Regions from separate parts of the Mus musculus genome. Here region 1 is linked to region 2. A link is a contact called in public HiChIP or PLAC-seq data. All regions are on one chromosome and are shown on one strand. The core of a region is the stretch at or near the end of the contact, and the rest is flanking DNA. Distances in the headings are between cores, read along the strand shown.

Region 1 (5,417 bases), core at 1,668-4,167, 33 kb after region 2:
AAAGAAAGGAAAAGAGGGCTGGAGATATGGATGTAGCTCAGTGGCAGAGCACTGGTCAGCATCACACAGGCCCCGTTCCTCATCCCTAGCACTACAAACCAAACCAAACCAAACCATGTTTAGTCAGGTGTTGTGGTGTGTGAATGTAATTCTGGTTACTCAGGAGGTTGAGGGTGGTGGATCACGAGTTCAAGGTTCACTCAGACTACATAACATGACCCTGTTTCCAAAACCAAAAGTACAACTTTTTATAAACATCACTCGAGGTTTTCAGAGCGACTAGGCAGTCTCTAGGAAACAAGTGCCCCTGCTGTGACTCAGGTCCTGCACAGATGCAAGTGCCCGGAAGCCAAGCCTCACCCATCTCTAGCTTTTCTTTCAGGACCCTCACAAACCACACTCCTACCAGATTTTCCTGTTCCCCATCCTGGCTAGATGGGGAAAGATTGTTTACAACACAGGTCCAGTCACATCACATCCCAGGTCACAATTTCTCAATGCCCTCTGGTGACAGGATCCCGCTTTGCAAACATGATGGCGTTTGCTCACCAAATGGATCAGGAGGCACCTCCGAGTCTGCTGTCCCCCTCTGCTGAAGCCCTAACAGCTAAGAATCTCTTCCTTCCAGAAACTGGCCTTGAAGCCCACAGGGTGGTAGTAGTTGTTAGTCTTTGAGCTTCTCTAGAACAGCATGTACCAGGATAGAATAGAAATTGGCACATCGCCCTGTAAGTTTCTTTCGGGTCCTTCCGCCTCCACTTATTGAATCACTTAAAGCTTATGGCTGCCATCTCCCCAGAGTCTGTGGGAAGCTGTGACACATGAAGTGAAAGTGCTCTGTGAATCACCTTGCTGAACAACAACTATTCCCCAAAGAACCATTTTAGTTAAAAATGACATGAAAATGTTAAGTCCTGACAGACAGGGTGCCATCTGCCAAGAATTTGAGTAATCTAGAAACAGAAATAAGAGGCCAACAGGTTTGAGGCCAGCCTGGGCTACATAGCAAGATCTTGCATTAAAAAAAATTAAGTCCCGTGTCAGGCAGCGGTAAATTTCACCTTTAATCCTAGCACTCAGAGGCAAAGGCAGCTGGATTTCTGAGTTCGAGGCCAGCCTGGTCTACAGAGTGAGTTCCAGGACAGCTGGGGCTACACAGAGAAACCCTGTCTTGAAAAAAAAACCATAAACAAACAAATATTTAAAAATTGAGTCCCTAATTTAGGAACTTAACTCATATCCTTGCCAATGTAAATTTAAACTAATTTCATGTTTAATTCCCTTCAGGGCACTGTCCTCTCTGCTTGTAGTCCTTTTACCCTGTCCCTGTTACTTTCCTCACAGATAGCAAAACACAGAGGCAGGCAAACCCAAGAGCTTCTTCACACACTCCTCTCCAAACAGGGCACCTAGCAACAGCAGCATCCTCTCGCACCACCTGCATCTTCCTACACACATCTGGTCTCTGAACAATAATACAGATTTCTCCACTCCTAGTAACAATCAGATTTAGTTTCTGCTCAGGTGTATTCCTGTTGTAGTTAGGTACAGGAACAGAAGGGCTGATCTGGCCTGAACTGGTAAGAAGTATGGTTTTCAAGTGTCATTTTGGAGGGAGTATACTATTTACTATGTTATGTCTATATACAAGTGGCATACATATTATTAAAATCAGACATATAATGGGCAAGGACATGTACAACATGAAAAATGAATTATGTTGTAATCTATCAATTATAATAGAGAACCACCCAAAACACCCCCGTTTAGTAACCACCTCTTTCTCTTGAGCTCCATAAAAGGATATAGCAAACAATAATTGGTGCCACTGAATATTCTCAGTCATGTGGCCCACAGTCAGACTTGACAGAACATCTCTCTATAATAAAGCTATCTGATTCTTTTGCATATGTGTATGAAACCTTATTTTAAGGCGGTTTTTTTTTTGATAAGAGGACAAGAACCTGGGAACATCTAGTCTTACACCCTAACCACTGGTAACAGCACCATGTTCCTTCTGTGACACTGTCAACGGGATATTTAATGCACAGATCTGGGCTCAAATTTCAAGTCCAGCAGTTCCTAGCTTTGTGACATTTGGCTACTTACACCATCTTGTTTCCAAGGTATGCAATGGGGATCATAGGAAACCTAACTGCTTCCTAACTTTTTCAGTAACTTCCATTTTGACTGTCTTTCACCATACACCTTTAATTGACTCCAGGGTGGTACCACCTCTACTCAACCATAGTTTCAATTTCAAGATTTTGTATGTGGAAACCCTCTTTTCTGAGCTTAACCCCAGCTAGTTCATTCACTTCTCTTCAGTCCACCAAATTCACCCTGTCCTCTGTTTCAGTTCAAGCCATCCTTGTTCCCCCAGACCATCTTGTCTCCACCCCGTCTCTGCCAAGTCAGTATCCCAGGCCAGCTTTGTCAAGGTGCTCTGGGTCACCTGGCATTCCTACATGCCTTTCTCTGCATGCTCTCCAGGAGGCCTGGAGAGCCCCCTTCTGCCATGCCTTGCAAATTTGTAGGAGAAAAAGTAGTTTCCTCCTATAGGTCACCTTTATTATCAGAGAAGCCATCTGCCTCTCTCCTGAGCCTCCTGCTGTGGCCAAGGAGTCATCTTTTCCCTTTCTCAATGACTGTCACCCCAGCTCCTACCCCCAGTTCCTGCTCCAGGCTTGCTTCAGAGACCATTCATCTTTTGTCTTGGGTACTTTTCCCACCATCTTCTTCTCTGCAGTGCTGAATACACTCAGAGCTCCTTCATCCTCAGCTCTCCACTCAGGAAAATATTCTATGGTTGACTCATCTTTCCTTTAACTTCAAAGCATGGTCTCTATGACTTCTCGACCTACTTAATGCCTGCTCACGTCTTTTTTTCTTTTTGTGGTTTTGAAAAAGGGTCTATTTGCTACGTACTTCAAACGGCCTTGTACTTCAAATGATTCTCTTGCCTCCACCCCTTGAGTGCTGGGATTAAGACATGCGTCACCACGATTTTTTTCTATTATTATTTTTTTAGGCCAGCAAAATTGCTCAGCAAGTTAAAGGAACCCACCTCCAAGCCTGACAACCGAATCACATTCACTTCACTTACTGTTGGCTTCCTTCCCCACCCTTTTCCTGTTTCTATCCTTTTCTCCTGCTCTAGCATTTTCCCTTCGACTTTTCTGTCCTTTACCCACTTCCTTCTGTACATAAGAAAAAAAAAACCCCTCCTGCTGTCTCAGCCTCCATGTCTGGAGATTACAGGTGTGGGCCATTAACCCAGTTCAGTGTACTTTTGTTTTGGTTTTAGATTTTGAACCCAGGGACTCAAGCGTGCCAGACAAGAGCTCTACCAACTGTCTGTATCCCCATGCCATGCTGCCTGCAGCTTTGATTTGAACTTCCCCAACGGCAGGGTTACAAACATTTTTCATGTGTATACTGACCAATTTTCCTGCTTAGCCCCCTATGTAGCTGGGATTACAGGCTTGCGCCATCAGAACTGGCTTTAAAAAAATTATTAGTCTTAATAATAATGATATAAATTGTCTTCCAGGTAAGTATCTGGAAAATATTTTTCCTCTATTTGTAGGCTGTTTATTTTGTTGTTTCTTATGCGGTGCAGAAGCATGTCAATGTATCAAATAGCCCAGGCTGGCTACAAACTCACTAGGTAACTGAAGCTGGCCCTGAATCGATCCTTCTGCCTCCACTCCCAAGTGCTGGGATTATAGGTGTGTGTCACCACACCAGGCCCTGTAGAGTGCATGTATGCGCTCGCACACGCGCACACACACACACACACACTTTTAAAAATAGGATCTGCTTGATGCATCCCTTACTGGCCTCCAATATACAATGTAGCTGAGGATGCCCTTGAACTTCTGATCCTTCTGTCTCTACTCACTGAGTGCTGGATAACAAGTATGAGCCACGCTTCCGCACTGTCAGGCTAGCGCCGCAGTCCCCAACTGTCACCATGATCGTCTACCGGGACCTCATCAGCCATGACGAGCTGTTCTCCGACATCTACAAGATCCGGGAGATCGCGGACGGGCTGTGCCTGGAGGTGGAGGGCAAGATGGTCAGTAGAACAGAGGGTGCCATCGATGACTCGCTCATCGGTGGAAATGCTTCCGCTGAAGGTCCGGAGGGCGAAGGTATTGAAAGTACAGTAGTCACCGGTGTTGACATTGTCATGAACCATCACTTACAAGAAACCAGCTTCACAAAAGAGGCCTACAAAAAGTACATCAAAGACTACATGAAATCACTCAAAGGCAAACTTGAAGAGCAGAACCCAGAAAGAGTAAAGCCTTTTATGACTGGAGCTGCAGAGCAGATTAAGCACATCCTTGCTAATTTCAAGAACTACCAGTTTTTTATTGGTGAAAACATGAAACCATCCAGATGGTATGGTTGCTCTCCTGGACTACCGTGAAGATGGTGTGACTCCATTCATGATTTTCTTTAAGGATGGCTTAGAGATGGAGAAATGTTAACAAATTGGATCTATCACCTGTCACCATAATTGGCTGCTGCTTACCATCCATACAACACCAGGACTTAGGACAAATGGGACTGATGTCATCTTGAGCTTTTTTTTTTTGACCGTGATTTATTTGGAGTGGTGGCATTGTTTTTTTAAGGAAAAAAACCATGTCATGTGGGTTGTCTAAAAATAAAGTGCATTTAAATCCACTTTAAAAAAAAAAAAAAACAAGTATGAGCCACTATGCCTGCTTCACTTAGTACTGGGGATCAAACCCTGTCTTCCTGCATTCTAGGCAAACACTTCCCACCGAGCGATATCACCAGCTTGTCTATAGTATATTAGGTCAGGTATTATGACACTTCCTGGATTGCTAATATAGCATAGGTTTGCTTTGGCAGCTCTTTTATTTTCATATTAATTATCCTGATTTTTATACACAAGGCATAAACATGTGCTTACTTGCTGGCATACAGCTAGCACATGGTAGCATCAGATTCTGTTATGTAAGTACAGACACGTGCTACATAACTGTGTTTTGGTCAACAATGGACTTCCTGTATGACACTGTTCCCATTAGAGTACAATGCCTAACGATGCTGTAGCTCTCCTAGTTTGTGGAGGTGTTTGCTTTAATAATTGCACAATGTCCAAATTGCCTAATCACACATGCCTCACAATGGATCCTGGTCACAAAGCAACACATGACTGTACCAGAAGGTACAGTCACAACACTAAATATGTTGCACAATTCTGAGCAGAAGAAAGAAAACAGATTTGTATACACAGTGTGATCATAGTGATGGAAGAGAAAAGCTAAAAGCTCAAGGAGTCTGAAAAATATCTGGGGCTGTACTGCAGTAAAACGTGGATGCCCGTGATTTCTGGAGCCCAGCAGGCTCAACAGCTCTGAATCTTTTTGAGTTAC
Region 2 (5,263 bases), core at 408-2,907:
GGTAGATGAAATCTGGGAGGGCAAAGAGCAGACAGAGACCCCATACAACTATGCAGGTGAGGGCTACACGTACCCGGGGGTCCCTGCGGTAGATCTGGGTGGCGTGCACTATGCTCAGATATCTGTCGAAGCTTATACAAGCCAGCAGGAAGGCCCCTGCATAGAAGTTGATGTTGAACAAGGCGCCTGCCACTTTGCAGAGGCCAGGGCCGAAAACCCACTGGACAGCAGCATCCACTGCCCACAATGGAAGAGTTAACACCAGCAGAACATCGGCTACAGCCAGGTGGAGCAGGAAGGTGTCCGTGCTGCTCAGGGCAGTGCGCTGACTCAGTAGCACAGCAGCCACCGCCCCATTGCCTAGCAGCCCCAGCAAGAAGAGGAGGCTGTAGAGGGCTGGCAGGAAGGTTCTGTCAAAGTTCAGGCTGAAATCCTGTGGGCAGGGCGGGGAGTCAGAGAAGTCGCTCTCGTTTTCCCCATAATCGTAGGGAGAGGTGCTGTTTTCCAGAAGAAAGGCAAAGTCCGAGGCATCTAGCACTTGACGTTCACTAACCTGCCCGAGGAAGGGGGAGAGAGGGAAGGGAGGCCATTCTCTGTAAAGACCCAGCAACTGGCTTTGCCCCTTTGTGCCCTGTCATTTATTCTGGTGAGTGTTTGTTTCCCTTAGCAATAGCCAGACCCTGAGCTGACTCTTTCTCTCCGGGGACCACATCTCCTTAACTCCATCTACTCAGACTGGGAAGGTGACCCCCCCTTTTCAAAGGCTGGTAACCCCCCGGCCCCCCCCCCCCCAGACCCTTTCTGGATTATCATCCAGGACAGGGATTCTCTGCCGGAAGAGGAACTTCCTTCCAGGGTCTGGAGCCTTCCATTCTTTCCCTTCCTCTTTACGCTTGGTGATTTGTCAGCCTTGCTGCTATGGCCACCCCTGCCTGGATCAACCACTGGCCTCCCCAGGTGCTTCCTTACTCTATCTTCTAGTCCCTGGCCCTCCTTTTCCCTCCTCAGCCCTTATCTGGTGACCCTGACTTCCTGGTCTCACATAAGGATTTTCTACAAACCACTGTGCACCCCTACACACACCGTACATGCCTCTCTTCCCCTACCCAGAGGCAGTGGGTACCCACTGAGCTTCCCACCCAAGCCCTAATTGGTCTTCCCAAGATGGCCAGGCTGATTTCAAACTCTTGGGCTCAGATGAGCTTTCTGCCTCTGCCTCCCAAGTAGCTCAGACAATGGGGGCATACCACTTCCACTTCAGCTCTACACCTTATCCCAAACTATCTGAGAACTAGAGATCACCGAAGTTGAGTTTCTACAGCTTGACATTTTCAGATGAGGCATCCAAGCCACAGAGGCAGGAGACAGGCCTGTGGTTAGTGGCCAGGCTGGGTTTCCCAATCCACCAATGCTCTTATTATCAGAACCTCTGCATTCGATGCTGCTCACTCAGCCCGCTGGTGCCTCTTGGCTGTGGGCCAGCCCACGCTTGTCCCTGGTATCCGAGCTCGGCCACTTGGCCGCTGTATTGTAGCTGAGCTGGGCAGCAGAACTTACCTCAAGGTACATGGCTTGGCTGGTGCTCCGGCTGTGGCTGCTGGGGTCAGGTCTCGTGCTGCCTGCTTCTCTGCCTTTGGCACTTGTGGTTGGGAACTTGCAGTGAACAGAGGAAGTGAAGATTTCACGGCTCAGCACAGCCTCTTCCAAAGGGTAATCTATACCAGCCCTCCGCAGAGGGCTTTTCTGTCTTTTCTGCCACGCCTGTGGTCAGGTGAATACACTTAGAAGGGGCTAGCCAGGAACTTGGGACTGTTACAAAGCCTGCAGTTCTTGTCTTACTCAATATCATTCATAAACAACTAAGTGAGTCTAGGAGCAGGCAGGAAGTGTGATCTGATGGCAGTGACTGCAGGAGGGAAGCTCAACTGAAGGGACCTTCTCCTTAGCAAGTACTGGGATTGGAGTCTCACTGGGACTGTGTTAGAGTGGGCTGTGGTGTGGCTACTGCTATCATAACTGCATGAGTAGGGAGGACATTTCCAAGAGATGCCTGCCACCTCTTGTCTTTTCTCATTTGGGCATGGTTGAATCAGACCTGGCATTGATGTATATATATATATATATATATATATATATATATGAATGAAATCACGATGGGATTATAATGAGCCCAAAGTCATCTGGAATGTCCATTTAATGTCCAGATCAGATGGAACTATTCAGGAGCACGCTCAGGGGCTGGGAAATGCTTGATACCTCAGTGATCGGCAGGTGGGCATGTGTGGCGCAGACAAGCAGTGCAGCTGATAGGGCAACAGGCTATCAGGAATGTTGGAGTTCCATCTGGTGAGAAAGCAAAAAACCTGGGACCCAGGGAAGGGTCTGGGGTGGCTGTCTGGGGGAAGGTTCTTTGAGGAAAGGTCTGAAGCCACACAGTGGGGAAGTAGAGGGCAGCCCTGTTACCAGGTGCACGGACTGCTTCTGAATCACACCTAGACTGTGTGCTGGTCTGTCCCAGGGTGGTGCCTGCTTTTACAGACCCATCTCAAAGTCGGTGGTCTGAAAAGGACGCCAGCACTCTTAAAATTGGGTTTGGGTTCTTTCTGAGATAGCCTCATTCTGTAGCCCAACCTGGCTTTGAACTCTCAGTGACCTTCCTGGCTCAGCCTCACGAGAGCCGAGAGCCGGGATGATTGGAGTGCACCATTGTGAACAGCATGTGGCAGGAGGGTGGGGCAGTCCACTCTCTTGTAAATAGACAAACTGATGTATTCATCCAGCTAAACACAAGTGGAGAGCCACATATTTTTCATGAGGCTGAATGCAGAGGAGCTTATGCCCATGTGGTAGAAGAGGCAAGTAACAGACTATTGTATGTACTTTGGTACTACCCATGCACATGTAGAAAGTGCCATACTAGGCTACAGTATGCATGCATCAGTGCTGGGTAGTGGAAGTCGGGACTGGATAACTTTTTTTTTTCAGGCTCTTACTATGTGACACTGGCTGGACTAGAACTCCACAGACTGGCCTCAAGCTCAGGGGCCTGCCTCCTGGCTGCTGGGATTAAAGTTGTGGGCCATCGTGTTTATCCTAAATGCAATTTTCTTTTTGAAACAAGAACTTGCTATATAGCCCAGGCTAGCTTTGAGTTCATGCTCCTCTTGCCATAGCCTCTGGAGAACTGAGATTACAGTTATGAGCCACCACATCGTGCTGATGCTCAGTTTTCAAACAAACTGCTCCTCCACTAATTCAGTCCAACTTTATTGAGATGGCATGCTCCTGCCCAAACTTAGCGCTCGTCTCTTCCTATGGACAGGTGGGACACTTCTCTGAAACAACCACCACCTGCAGGGCTCAGGTGAAAAGGACCCGAGGTCTTAGACGAGGTCAGGAGCTGTGTGTATGGAGGGGACTAAGGATTCCTGAGGGCCCGCCAGTCAGGATGTAGATGACTTGGCACTTGACTGACTATAGAGACAGAGATGACAGAAGCCTGGAAAACACGACAAAATTGCTTTAGTGCCCACAAGGACCACAGTTTCCCCATGCCTGTCTGTGACTTATGCAAATGAGAAAAATAACTGTAAAGGCTATGCCCACACTTGTTCATGTTCAAGGATGCAGTCTGCCATTGTGTCCCGCATCCCATTTTTTGGCTTTAAAGGGAACTTTTGCTTTATGAAAGAAAAGGTAGTGAAAACAGATGGTCATTTTAGAAATGCCTCATGGTGGCAGAAGCCAGCCCCTCAGTGTGCCTCTTCCCAGTGGCTGCTGAAACATTACTGATCTATATGAAGTGTAAAGGTCTAGGGTCCCCTAATCTCCTTCCTGGCCCTTAGTCTCCCCATTTGTCCTCATTGATCTTTACCTTCCCAGGTTGCAGGGAGGGATGCTGGACTGAAGGTCATGTGTAGAGAAGCCTTCCTTTCTGAGGCCTGGCAGCCAGATGTTAGCATTAGGCCCCGATAGACCAGGTGGCTCTCTTGGTTTGCTTGAGTGACTTGTATATCTGTCTTGGGGGTGGCAGAGCACCGACCTTGTCTGGACTCCAGGCCTAGTTCCACCCTACGAGCCCTCTGAGATCTTGGACAGATCAGAACCATAAGCAGGCAGTTCCCTCAGCAGAGTTGCTCTAAGATTAACCTAGATAACCATAGGCTTAAGCATCTAGCACGGGGGCCAAGGGCTTCGCACAGGTGCAGCCGAGGGCCGGAAGTAAGTAAATGCAGACCCCAGAACCAGGACTACCTAGAACTTTCCATGCCAAGAGAGCCCATGATAGAGAGTAGTGGCTTATGGGACCTGTAAGTGTGGCTGTGGCCAGGGCCAGTGGGCTAGTCCTCCATGAAAGTGGTTGGTCTCTGGCCTCAATTGATAGAGCAGGCTCTGCCAGTTCTAGCTAAATTCCTTGGCTGTCCAGCTATTGACCCTGGGCAAGCATCTCATCTCTCTGCTTCAGTTTCCTTATCTGAAGAGTGGCTCTAAAGGATAGCATGCATTTGATGGGACTGCTTTATGGACTGTGCACCATATGCGTGGCAAGTCTGTGGCAAAGATGGGTGCCCAGTTAGTGGCTTGCTCCTCCTCTTCTGGGACCAACCCAACTCCCAAGTCTCAAAATTGCAGTGCTGGGCTTCAGCTGCTGTTTGCAGTTGAGATACCTTGGAAGGTTCCTGGGTCACAGAGCTGAGCCAACCCCTCACCTGGCCTTCTAATTTGGTTCTTTTTCATCCCAAGACAAGGTCAGAGGCAACTACCTAGCCAAAAGCTCACAGCCTGTGTTCTGGTCTCTGGGCCCTCCCTGCTCTGCAGCAGAGAGGGCTGAGGAGGAAGTTAGTCAGAGTGAAGCTGCCTGGGGCCTCATCAGTGGTCAAGGTGTGAAATGTGCACCTGGCTCTTCTCTGCCTCCCCTCCCCCTGTTGTTTTTCATTCTTTCACACCTCTGAGCTGTGGTTTGGGGAGACAGGAGGCTGGGAGATAGACACCTTTGTGCCCAGACCCTCACAGGAAGGAGGGCCCCCTCATCAGGAACAGGGGTCATTTCCTTCTCTCTCCCAGCCTCTGCTTCACAGCCACACAATAGCCTCCCTAGTCATGTTTCCAAAAGCTCCCTAACTCAGTTGTCAGCCCCAGGCTGCCTTAAAAGTCTGCCTAGACAAGACTGAGTCATGAAATGAGGTGTCTCATCTCTGGGCATCTTCCTTCCACACTCCTAAGTCTTGAGGCTTTCTCCCCTTGGCCCCAGATTTCCCAAGGG

What was found. HiChIP or PLAC-seq counts read pairs in DNA pulled down with a chosen protein or histone mark.
Region 1: a contact with region 2 is called in a BATF HiChIP or PLAC-seq map of CD8 T cells, with 27 read pairs. The contact joins the enhancer-like site here to the promoter of Cxcr3 in region 2. A contact is called at or near these places in 8 of 39 promoter capture datasets (the C10 cell line, cranial neural crest, embryonic stem cells and 4 more), 1 of 15 datasets of contacts at CTCF or cohesin (CD8 T cells), 47 of 484 Hi-C or Micro-C datasets (the 63-12 cell line, B cells, the C10 cell line and 31 more), 8 of 115 datasets of contacts at active chromatin or transcription factors (CD8 T cells, the HPC-7 cell line, T-cell acute lymphoblastic leukemia and 4 more) and 3 of 9 other capture datasets (adipose tissue, liver and macrophages).

What each region holds. Positions count from the first base shown.
Region 1 is chrX:101,764,559-101,769,975 of GRCm38.p6, forward strand. It overlaps the pseudogene Tpt1-ps6. Among named protein-coding and RNA genes, the nearest start is that of Gm4779, 27 kb to the right of the region's middle. Within about 2 kb of position 2,918, at least 24 of the 459 cell types and tissues checked have an H3K27ac peak or open chromatin away from gene starts, as enhancers often do. A contact at or near this core is called in the 63-12 cell line, CD8 T cells, CD8 central memory T cells and 7 more, where this site is marked.
Region 2 is chrX:101,732,490-101,737,752 of GRCm38.p6, forward strand. It overlaps Cxcr3 (chemokine (C-X-C motif) receptor 3), which reads right to left and starts at 1,658. Exons shown (of 2, transcript NM_009910.3): 1 at 1,558-1,658; 2 at 1-553. The coding sequence starts at 1,569.